Regions from separate parts of the Pan troglodytes genome. Here region 2 is linked to region 1. Evidence: chromatin contacts called from public HiChIP or PLAC-seq data. All regions are on one chromosome and are shown on one strand. Each heading gives the region's core, a stretch centred on a gene start, on an enhancer-like site or on the middle of the called end of the contact. The rest is flanking DNA. Distances are from core to core; before and after follow the strand shown.

Evidence for each region. HiChIP or PLAC-seq counts read pairs in DNA pulled down with a chosen protein or histone mark.
Region 2: a contact with region 1 is called in an H3K4me3 HiChIP or PLAC-seq map of stem cell-derived excitatory neurons, with 3 times the contacts expected there. The contact joins the promoter of SMAP1 here to the promoter of FAM135A in region 1. A contact is called at or near these places in 1 of 7 Hi-C or Micro-C datasets (stem cell-derived neural progenitor cells) and 1 of 1 datasets of contacts at active chromatin or transcription factors (stem cell-derived excitatory neurons).

Annotation. Positions count from the first base shown.
Region 1 is chr5:82,368,469-82,373,325 of NHGRI_mPanTro3-v2.0_pri, reverse strand. It overlaps FAM135A (family with sequence similarity 135 member A), which reads right to left and starts at 3,342. Exons shown (of 23, transcript XM_016955771.4): 1 at 2,935-3,342; 2 at 1,265-1,350.
Region 2 is chr5:82,620,820-82,625,880 of NHGRI_mPanTro3-v2.0_pri, reverse strand. SMAP1 (small ArfGAP 1) reads right to left here and starts at 2,732. Exons shown (of 11, transcript XM_016955787.2): 1 at 2,309-2,732. The coding sequence starts at 2,426.

The sequences.
Region 1 (4,857 bases), core at 2,093-4,592:
CTAGTCATCTCTAAACCTTCTTCCTGACAAACAACTCATGAAAAAACACTTCAAATCTATATGCCCTCAGCTCCATCCATTTATTTAAATGCACACATGTACATATAAAAAACTCAATGTTAAAGCACTTTTTCCTCAATACCTAGAATCAAAGCAAAGGAAATCCTTGGCTTTTCTACCCCCTGAACAGCCCTCACAACAAGGATTTAATGTAAACAAAATAAAGATTTTATTTAATGTAAACAAAATAAAAATATAAAACAGAAAATTAAGGATTAACTAAAGATATAGGTGTAACTCTTACATTTCCTTTCAGTGTCAACTCGTGGCAAACAAAAGGAATATCTGTTTTACAAACTGAATGCTGCAGTGTCTGTTTCACTGTGTATGAACATTAACTAATGTTCACACATTAGTTAATGTACTAATTAGAAAACTCTAGTACATTAGAACTGCTGCTTCTCAAGGAAGCTTGCACTTCTTTCAAAGCCAGGTCATTTTATTTGGTACATCTATCTAGTACATTAGAAAAGTCTAATAGAGTGCTAGTCCACAGTTCACCAGCATTCTACTAGACTTTTCACAGAAGTCTGAAATTTAAAAAAGAAATGTTTGATTTGGGATTTAAGCAGTCAATTATACTCTTACTACACAGTCTAAAATTAAAGAGATAAAAACTAAGTATTTATATAGCAATTTTTGTCTGCGGTGGCCCTAAGCATGTTTAAATGATTAGGGCTTGCTTTGCTATTAATTACCTTACAGCTGGAGATACTGAGATACACAGGTTAAGTGGGTTCTACAAACTAATGTCATGAGTCATCATAAGAGCTCATATATTCTGACTAGAAATTCTAGTCTTCTGCCTGCTGTCCACCACAAATCCCTATTTAATTTATAAGAGCACAGGAACCAACTCACTAAAAATACCAGCAAGAATTTGTAGGCATTTACTTTTTGAAAATGAATGTTTACCTAAAAATAAAAAGACCTGGCTTTTTATTTGAAGGAAGTGCAAGCTTCCTTGAGAAGCAGCAGTTTCTTTATTTGCATTTGAAAAATCATTTTTAAAAAATCTTAAAAGCTGATGAGTGCATCACCTCTTACCATACACAACAATTGCTAGTTCTTCTCAAAGAAGTGTGGTTTGAAGACACCAGAGCCTCCTAGTTTTACTTTAAATCACTTTGAATAAGGAACTACACTTTTTTTTTTGCCTTGGTATTTCCCTTCTTAAAACAGAAACAGAAAACTTAATTCCTACCTGACACAGACAACATAAGGAAGAATTTGTTTGTGGACTGCTTTGAGATTCCAGAACCAAATACATAATCCAGTTGATCTTCAACCCTACAATAAAGACAAACTTCACTAAACATAACTGCTTCAGCAGATGCCTTCAAAATAAGATACTGTACCATTATTTATGGAAAGAGAAGTTTTATTTAAGCCAAATCTTGATCACAATGCAATGGAGGAAAAAAATTACAAAACCGTTTAGAAAGTTCTTCTGCTCAATTAAAAGTTAATACTTCTCACGTATGTCTCCTATAAGCACACTAATTCTAAAGGTAGCAGAAATTGTATGCATTTATTAGAGAACAGAGACTCTCAGGAAAATTATGCAATCAGTTGCAATAACAAATGTATAAAACAAATTAATAATACATTTTAAAAAAGAAATTCTGTTAAATTTCATTTAAGATTAGTTCTTGGACAGCTACACCTAATGGAGGACAAGAAAATTTCCACATTTTAAGTGTATGTTTGTAGGTCAACCTTTAACAAGTCTTAACCCACTATAGTTTCATGAAGTCTGTACTCAAGTTGCTTTTCCAGGCATGTCAGGTAAACATAATTCTTAAAAATTAAAGCTTTAATCAGTAAGTGTAACCGATTTATTGCTACTGTCACTCTTTTGATGATACTTCCACCAACCGGTAAAGAAAGAAGAAATGTTATTAAACTGGAAGATGAACTAGAAACATTGAGTGGATACCTAGCTTAGGCAGAAAGCAGCAAGGACTAGAAGGGTATGTCACAAAGAAGTCTTCAGAGATTTAATAAAAAGTAAAACAAATGGAATGAAGTTAAGAGGCTTGACTTATACAAATGGGGGGGAGGGTGGAAGAGTTTTGGAGGGGAAAAAATTAAGATTAGAGACTCACTGGGTGCAGAATGGAAAAGGACGTGAGGATAGGGGCCATTAGACAGAAAGCGATGAAGCAGGGTACCAGAGGAAAGAGAAGGGAGTGAGGGTTTCCGAAGCTAAGATGGGGCATGGAATGAACTCCAATGCAAAGCGATGCTAAAGCAAAACACAATCGGCAACTAACAAAAAGGGAACCAGGAGGAAGTACCGAAAGGAGGTGGATGAGAGGAAAATAAAACCAAGGAAGAAATTATGGAGGTAACAAGAGTGAGAAACCTGGTCGGCCAGGGTAAGGAGCTCCGGACAGGGAAGAGCCAGGCAAGGGATGGAAGCACACAGATACGCTGCTTCCCAAGGAGGGACCACCCGGGCAAAAAGACACGTGGGAGGCGCGGGATGAAAAAGCAGAACCACGAAAGCGGGTAAAGGAGGGACAGAGCGACGAAGATGGAGCAGGGGTGAAGGGCAAACACGCTAGGCGGGAGGTTCAGGAAGAACGGGTCGAGGGACGCGCGCAGGGGCAGGGGCGGCCGCGGGCACCGGGAGAGCAGCGCGCCGCGGCCCCTCGCCTCCCTCAGAGCGCTCCGCACCGCCGTCCCCACCGACCTTCAGCGGGGCCGGGGCCAGGCTCCGACCGCCAGCAGTCGGGTGAGGGGCCGCGGCGGGCGAACGGCGGACGAAGAGGAGGCCGCTTCCTTCCTGGCCCCTGGGCAAGAGGGACGGAGGGAGGGGTCGTGGGTGTCGGGAGCCGGGGGAGCCAGAGGGGACAGTAAGGGGGTTACCTCTCGCCCGGCTCGGCCTCTTCCCCCGCCTGTCGAACGGAGGAGCTCGTTGTCCAGCTGCAAGAAGACGGCCCGACCCGGGTCAGCACCATCCCGCCCCGGGCCCCCTCACATCGCCATCACAGCAACCGCAAACACCGCAACCGCGGAGCCGGTTCGTCACCGCGGCTCGGCTACTGGCCCAGTGCGGCCAGCGAGCATGCGCAGTCGCCCCAGTCCCGCGGGAGCCCGGGCCAGCCGGCTATACCTGCGATCAACAGGTCCCCGGCCGCACGGCCCCGCCCCCGGCCTCTCTCACCTCCTCCTCCCGCCTCTTCCCTCCCCTCTCGGAGGCTAGGCCCCGCCCCTTCAAGCTCCGTGCCCCGCCCTTCAGGAGCTTCAACTGCCCCTCCAGCTCCAGCGCCAACTGAGATTTCGAGAGATTTGTCCTCCCTACCAGGCTCCCGTTCCCAAGTTCCCGCGAGAACGGGAGGTTTGCGTCAATAAAAGGCGCGCGTCAAGAAAAGGGGCTCGCTTGTGGGTTTAAGGGATGGAAGTTGGAGGTGGTTGAAGAGCAGTGAACAAGAAGAGGGCAAAAACACGGAGTTCGAGAACTTTAGCCGTTTTTCTCACAATGTTGTGTCTCCTTTTCTCTCTTTAGCTCCTCCGTGCAGTCCCGGGTAGAGAGCTCGGTCCCTGCGCTAGTCGATTTGTGCAGTAGGAAAGGAGGCTGCAGGGGATCTGCGCGGGGGCAGGACAGCTGCCTTTCGGGACCCAGTGTTTGCATCTTGGGAGATGTGGGTGCTGATCTGGTTGTTTCTTGGTTTATGACGCCAAAAAGGGCGGGAGGGGGCTGATGAAGTGAAGCCTTTCGCTAATACATTCCCTTAACAGAAGCCCACGAAGGATCATTGATTTATTTCACTCTTCCCTGTTTCTGAACCTTATCTGGCAAAAACTTTTGTGGTGCATAAAGTTCAGTATGTTGCTAAAGCTGAGTTAATGAAAGGAAAATTTCAGCTGCGACTCTTGTTTTAAAAATGAATCTAGGATGGATAGTGGTGTTGGTTGCACAACAATGAATGGACATAATGCTACTGAACTGTGCACTTAAAAATGGTTAAAATGGTAAATTTTCTGTTATGTATATTTTACCACAATAAGAATGAATTAGAAGGGAAAAGCTTTGTGCATTCATTTGAAAGTAATGGTGATGTCTTGTAGGCCATTTAGGGGACAGGTTTTGAATATATCTTTGTACCAGTTTTTTTTTTTTTCGAGTGTGTGTGTGAGACAGAGCATTGCTCCGTCGCCCAGGCGGGAGTGCAGTAATGTGATCTCGGCTCACTGCAACCTCTGCCTCCGGAGTTCAAGCAATTCTCCTGTCTCAGCCTCCCTAGTAGCTGGGACTACAGGCGCACACCACCACGCCCGACTACTTTTTGTATTGCTAGTAGAGACGTGGTCTCACCATATTGGTCAGGCTGGTTTCGAACTCCTGACCTTAGGTGATCCACCCGCCTTGGCCTTCCAAAGTGCTGGGATTACAGGCCTAAGACACCGTGCCCGGCTTGTACCAGTTTTTACATGATTGGGTGTCCTCTTATCCTGTGAACCAATTTATTTGCATTTGTATGAATGGCCTGCTTTCCTGATTTCTAATTTGTCCCTTCTTTTATAGCCCTATACCATTTTACTATCCTTGCTAAACAGGCTTTTATTGCTTGTTTTGTGACTTGAACTTTAGCCTCAAAATTGGAAAGGCTTTTTCTGTTTTTTTTTTTAGTTCCAGCCATGTCTTAGGAGAATATAGTAAACAACCAATTATTTGCATTTCCACGTCCGTGCATCCCTAAAACACACAGTGTGCCAAGATTCTTTCCCTGTTCCACGTTCTTTTTATTCAAATCACATTGTTAACTCATCTGCTGTGTGCCAGGCAGT
Region 2 (5,061 bases), core at 1,483-3,982, 250 kb before region 1:
AAAATATATTTACATCAATTGCTCTATCATGTCGAATTTTTCAATTACAACCATGAAATCAAGTCTAATTAAATCAATAAGTGGCCTTACCTGTGATTTTTTGCCTGAAAGATCAAGATAAAACAATTAAATTATTTACAAGATCATTTTAATATTCTTCTAGATTTAGGAGCAACAAGAAAAAAATAATCCTTGTAAATTATACTGTGGAGTTCATGCCCTTCAAGCTGCACCCTTGTACTCTTGATACCATTCTCTTCTCTCTCACTTCCTTCACTTCTCAAAACAAGTAAACCAACAAAAGGCCAGACAAAACCAAAATACAAAAGTCATTCATTCAATATATATCTACTGATTTCCGTGGCAATACAAACATTGAGCAAAACGAATACTTCCTATTCTTCAGGTCCAAAGAAGTAAAACTTTTGATCCTAATTTAAGAAGCACATGATTCTCTTCTCCCCACCCCAAAAGAGTAAATAAAAAAAAAAGTTAACATGGTTAATAATGGCTTTTAAAAATCTGTATTATTTTAAAAAGCATTAGTGAAAATCTGATTTTATAAAGTACTTTTTTGGAGACAGAAATTTGAACAAAAATTAAATTATTTTTAATAATGTCTGTAGATGAAGGAAGGTTAATTCTGAAACTGTTACTATTCGACTTTTAATGAACAGATTTAATATTTACCAGCATCTCTACTTAACCATGTTATTACTCAAAATGACAAAATGTGTACTATTTAGCTTCAGCTTCTTTCTTCTTCTTCTTGGCCTTTTAAAGGACCATTTTTCAGTGTTTTGCTAGTGCAGTCAATGAGCAAGCAACTGAGCCTAAACACAGTGCAGAACTCCCAAATAACCACACACAATCAAGTTACTAGGAAAACAAATATTACAAGAACCAGGCATGGACTTTGTAAAAACTCATCACCTGAAAAGGTTACATAGGATAAATATAATCTTGACTCAATCAAGTTACTATATTGAAAAGTGCTTCATAAAAATAATCTAGTTACAGTATTCCCGCATGATTCTTCTAGTAATTCAGTACCTGTTACGACAGTGAAGTAACCTGCTGATGCTGTGTGGCTCAGTCTAGTCAAATATTATCAGCCTACTGAAATGTGACTCATTTATATAGTATTGAGATAGAACAGTAAAGCTTCAGGAAAAGTCTAAGTCAAATAACACAGAAATCTTAAAGGACATTCCCCAAAGAGACTGTCTCCTGCTTTAGAGAACTACCCTATTTCTCACCCAATAACGAAATAAACCAATTAAAAATATACACGATCTTTTCTTAACTACACAAGACATTTCTTTAAAAAAAAAAAGAAATATTTCCCTTGAGATTACTTACAAGACATTAAACATAAATCAGATCTCCAAACACAAAACATAGCAGCTAAAAATAGTCTATCTATTTCAAAGGCTGAAGCAGAAGCCCTCCAACCGAACAAACTAAAATTAGGTTTTTTTCCATCTCTAGATCTTTAAAATGAACCTTCAGCATTTATGAGGTACACAAATCAGTGTCCACATATTCTCCCAAACTAGCTGGTCAGAGAAAACCTAATTACTAAAATCTTCAGAAATACAAACCCACCGTCCTCCAAGAGACTCATGTAATGAAATTCCTCTTCATTCTGGCTAAAAACCAGACTAAAAAACAATACTACTACTAATAAAGACCTTTATCCAATTAATTTATTCCGTAAAACTCAAACCCACCGAAAAAGACCACCATACTCTTTTTCAGGAAGCAGAGATAAAAGCCTTATACAAAAGCTGTCAGGTGGGCAGGCAGGTAGGGCTCCATCTAGGAGACCAAGAATCCGAGCCCGGAGTGGGAAGACGTGGTCACACCGGAGGGTAGAGGAGGGGATCCAGACCTAAGCGCGGCCCCACCCACAGAGATAGCTATGAGCAGAGCTAGGAGGGCAACTCTCTAACCCTAAGCTCTGCCCAGACCCGTGCCCGGTTCCGCGCTCCCAGCCTCGCTCCTACCCCCAGCCCTGTGGAGGGTCCGAGCATCGCTACCCCGGCACCTGCTCAAACCCGTGTCGGGGAGGAGGGGAGGCTGGGGCCACTGACAGGGCCTGCGGGCCTGACCTCGCCGCCGCCTCTGGCGGACTTGAGGGTCGACAGGAGCCCCGCGCCCGCCCGCTCAGCCACCCGCCCTCCAGTCAGGGCAGGAGCCGGCCAGCGAAGCCGAGGCGTCCGCTCGGGCCCCGAGCGCCGCAGCGGCGGGAAGGTCACCGGTCGCAAGAGGCCCCGACCGTGGGCAGCGACGACGTCCAAGCTACCTTTGGCCTCGCAGTCGGCGCAGTACTTGTTGTCCTCCTCCCTCAGAAGCTTGGATAGGATGAGCTGGTGCTGCTCGTTCAGCTTCTGAGCCTTCTCCCGACAGGAGCGCGTCGCCATCTCGGCAGCGGGGCGGGGAGCCCGGGGCAGCTACGGCGGCGGCGGACGCTGGCTGGAGCCGGGCAGAGTGAACGCACCTGGCGCCGCCGGGACCGCGGGCGGACTCAGCCCAGGAAGCGGCAGCGGCAGCTGGAACGGGAGGAGGGGCGGCGGCGGCGGTGGCGGTGGTAGCGCCGACGTGTCCCGCCTCCTTGCCCGGCCTGCCGGCACGCACCACCCTAGCCGGCGAGGGGAGGGGGAGGGGGACTGGGTCGCGCCGAGGCTTCCGGGTGGCGCGGAGGAAGGAACCCGGGCGCCGAGCGCGCTGCGCATGCGCCGAACCTACGGGGCCCGGGCTGCCGAGTCTTTTTGCAAAAAGGCCTTCTGCCCAAGGTGATTCCCGAAAGGTAGCTGGCACTGCCTCATACGAGCTTTCCCCCCTTTTGAGATGTGATGGTCCGCAAGGGCCTCTAGTAAAACCCAGTGACGGAAGACCTTTTACAGGAAGCCTACTTTGACTTGCCCATTTGCCTTTGCTCTTGCTGGCACAACATTGGAAATGCAGAAATAACTAGCGACTGGGTGGGTTCATTTACTCATTCGAGGTTTATTCGCCTGCAGTTTAGAAGCTGGAGACACGGATGGAATAAAAGAGGAAAAACGGTCTCTTACATTTTAAGGGCGAGAAATAATCTAATAGTGACATGTATTAGGGGATAACATTTCATTGAGTGATTACTCTGTTAAACGAACTGTTAGCTCATTTAACCCTTTCCCCAACCTTATGATATTGTTATCCTCATTACACAGGGGAGGAAAGTGAGGCATAGAGGAGTTAAGTAACCTGACCAGATTACAGAACTACTAGTGGAGGAGTTGAGATTTAAATCCAAAGCAGTCTGGCTCCAGAGTCTGAAAGACCTGGCAGTAAGCCCTTCCATAAGGGGGAAGGTGTGACCAGGAACCCAAGTACTAGGCGGTGATACTTTAACAAGAAGCTGTGTAAATAGTGATCCTTAATGCAAGAGAAAGAGAACTAAAGAAAACACTTTTCATTGGAACCCAGACCCTAATCCAGGCTCATGAAGTTTGAACTCCGGGTGACGCAGTTTCGATGATTTGGCATGTTGTATATTATGAGGAAGTTCTAATATGGGGCTTATGCAAGCCAAATAAACACAGTCCTTGCCTGCGATGAAGCAGATGCTAAGAAAGGCAATGAGCAAGAGTCGGTCTTACACTTCTTAGTAAGGCCAATTTCTAGCCCCTGGCCCTGCATAAAAGTGACCCTCATTGCTACCTAGCCCTGTTCTTGGCACAGGGGCTCAAAAATGTTTCTGGAATTAAATTGAATGGATATGGCAATGAAGATGCTCAGGAATTAAACAAATTAGAGCTTATACTACATAGCTCTGACAAATAACAACTAGGGAGATATTGGTGAGTTCCAATGAACAGAAAAAAACATTATGTGGGAGGTAGAACTTACGAGCCTTGTCCTGAAGATACGCTGGATTTAGATGGGGACTGGGGAGGGAGATATTAAGAAAGAGCAGCTTGCACAAAAGCATGAAGACCTGAAGTACCTTGGAAAACAGACTGGAACAAAAGGTACTACTTTTGAGATAAGGCTTCATAAGTAAACTATGATAGGGTTATGGAAGACTTGGGAAGCCAGACAAAGTAGTCTGGCCTTGATGCAAATTGACAGTAGAAAACCTGTAGATTTTTGCCGGGCACAGTGGCTCACGCCTGTAATCCCAGCACTTTGGGAGGCCGAGGCAGGCGGATCACCTGAGGTGGGGAGTTTGAGACCATCCTGACCAACATGGAGAAACCCTGTCTCTACTGATAATACAAAATTAGCCGGGTGTAGTGGCGCATGCCTGTTTAATCCCAGCTACTCAGGAGACTGAGGCAGGAGAATCGCTTGAACCCGGGAGGCAGAGGTTGCAGTGAGCGGAGATCAGGCCATTGCACTCCAGCCTGGGCAACAAGAGCAAAACTCCTTCCCCACCCACCCCCCCAAAAAAAGAAAAAGAAAACCTGTAGATTCTTCAAGTAGGATAATAGCATAATAAAAAGGATCTTTTGGGAAAGTTAGTCCTGCAGTAACCAGTAAACAAACACCATTTTTTGAGTACCTCTCCTCCGTACAAAAATTCTGTTCAGCACTGTAAGGACTCAGAAAAACAGAATACAGGTTTACCACCAAAAAACAACCTTCAGGATGGATTGAAGGGTCACAGCGATGTCCAGTACAAATACTTGCGTGCCACACGTATAACTTTAAATAATGCAGTAGCCACATTTAAAAACAGAAAAAGAAACATAAAATACATTTTACTAATACATTTGATTTAACTCAATGTATCCAAAATATTTTTGAGATGTAATATAAAACATGGCATATTTTCCATTCTTGTTTTCATATTCTCTTCAAAATGCTGTATAACACAGCTGATTTCATTTTGGAGTAGCTGAATTTATTTTTCAATAAAGAAATTATCAAAAAATTGAGCCTAGGAGTTCGAGACCCTGCTGGTCCATGGGGTCTCACTATGTGGGCCAGCATGGTCTTGAACTCCTAGCCTCAAGCTATCCTCCCACCTTGGCCTCCCAAAGTGCTGGGATTACAGGTGTGAGGCACTGCGCC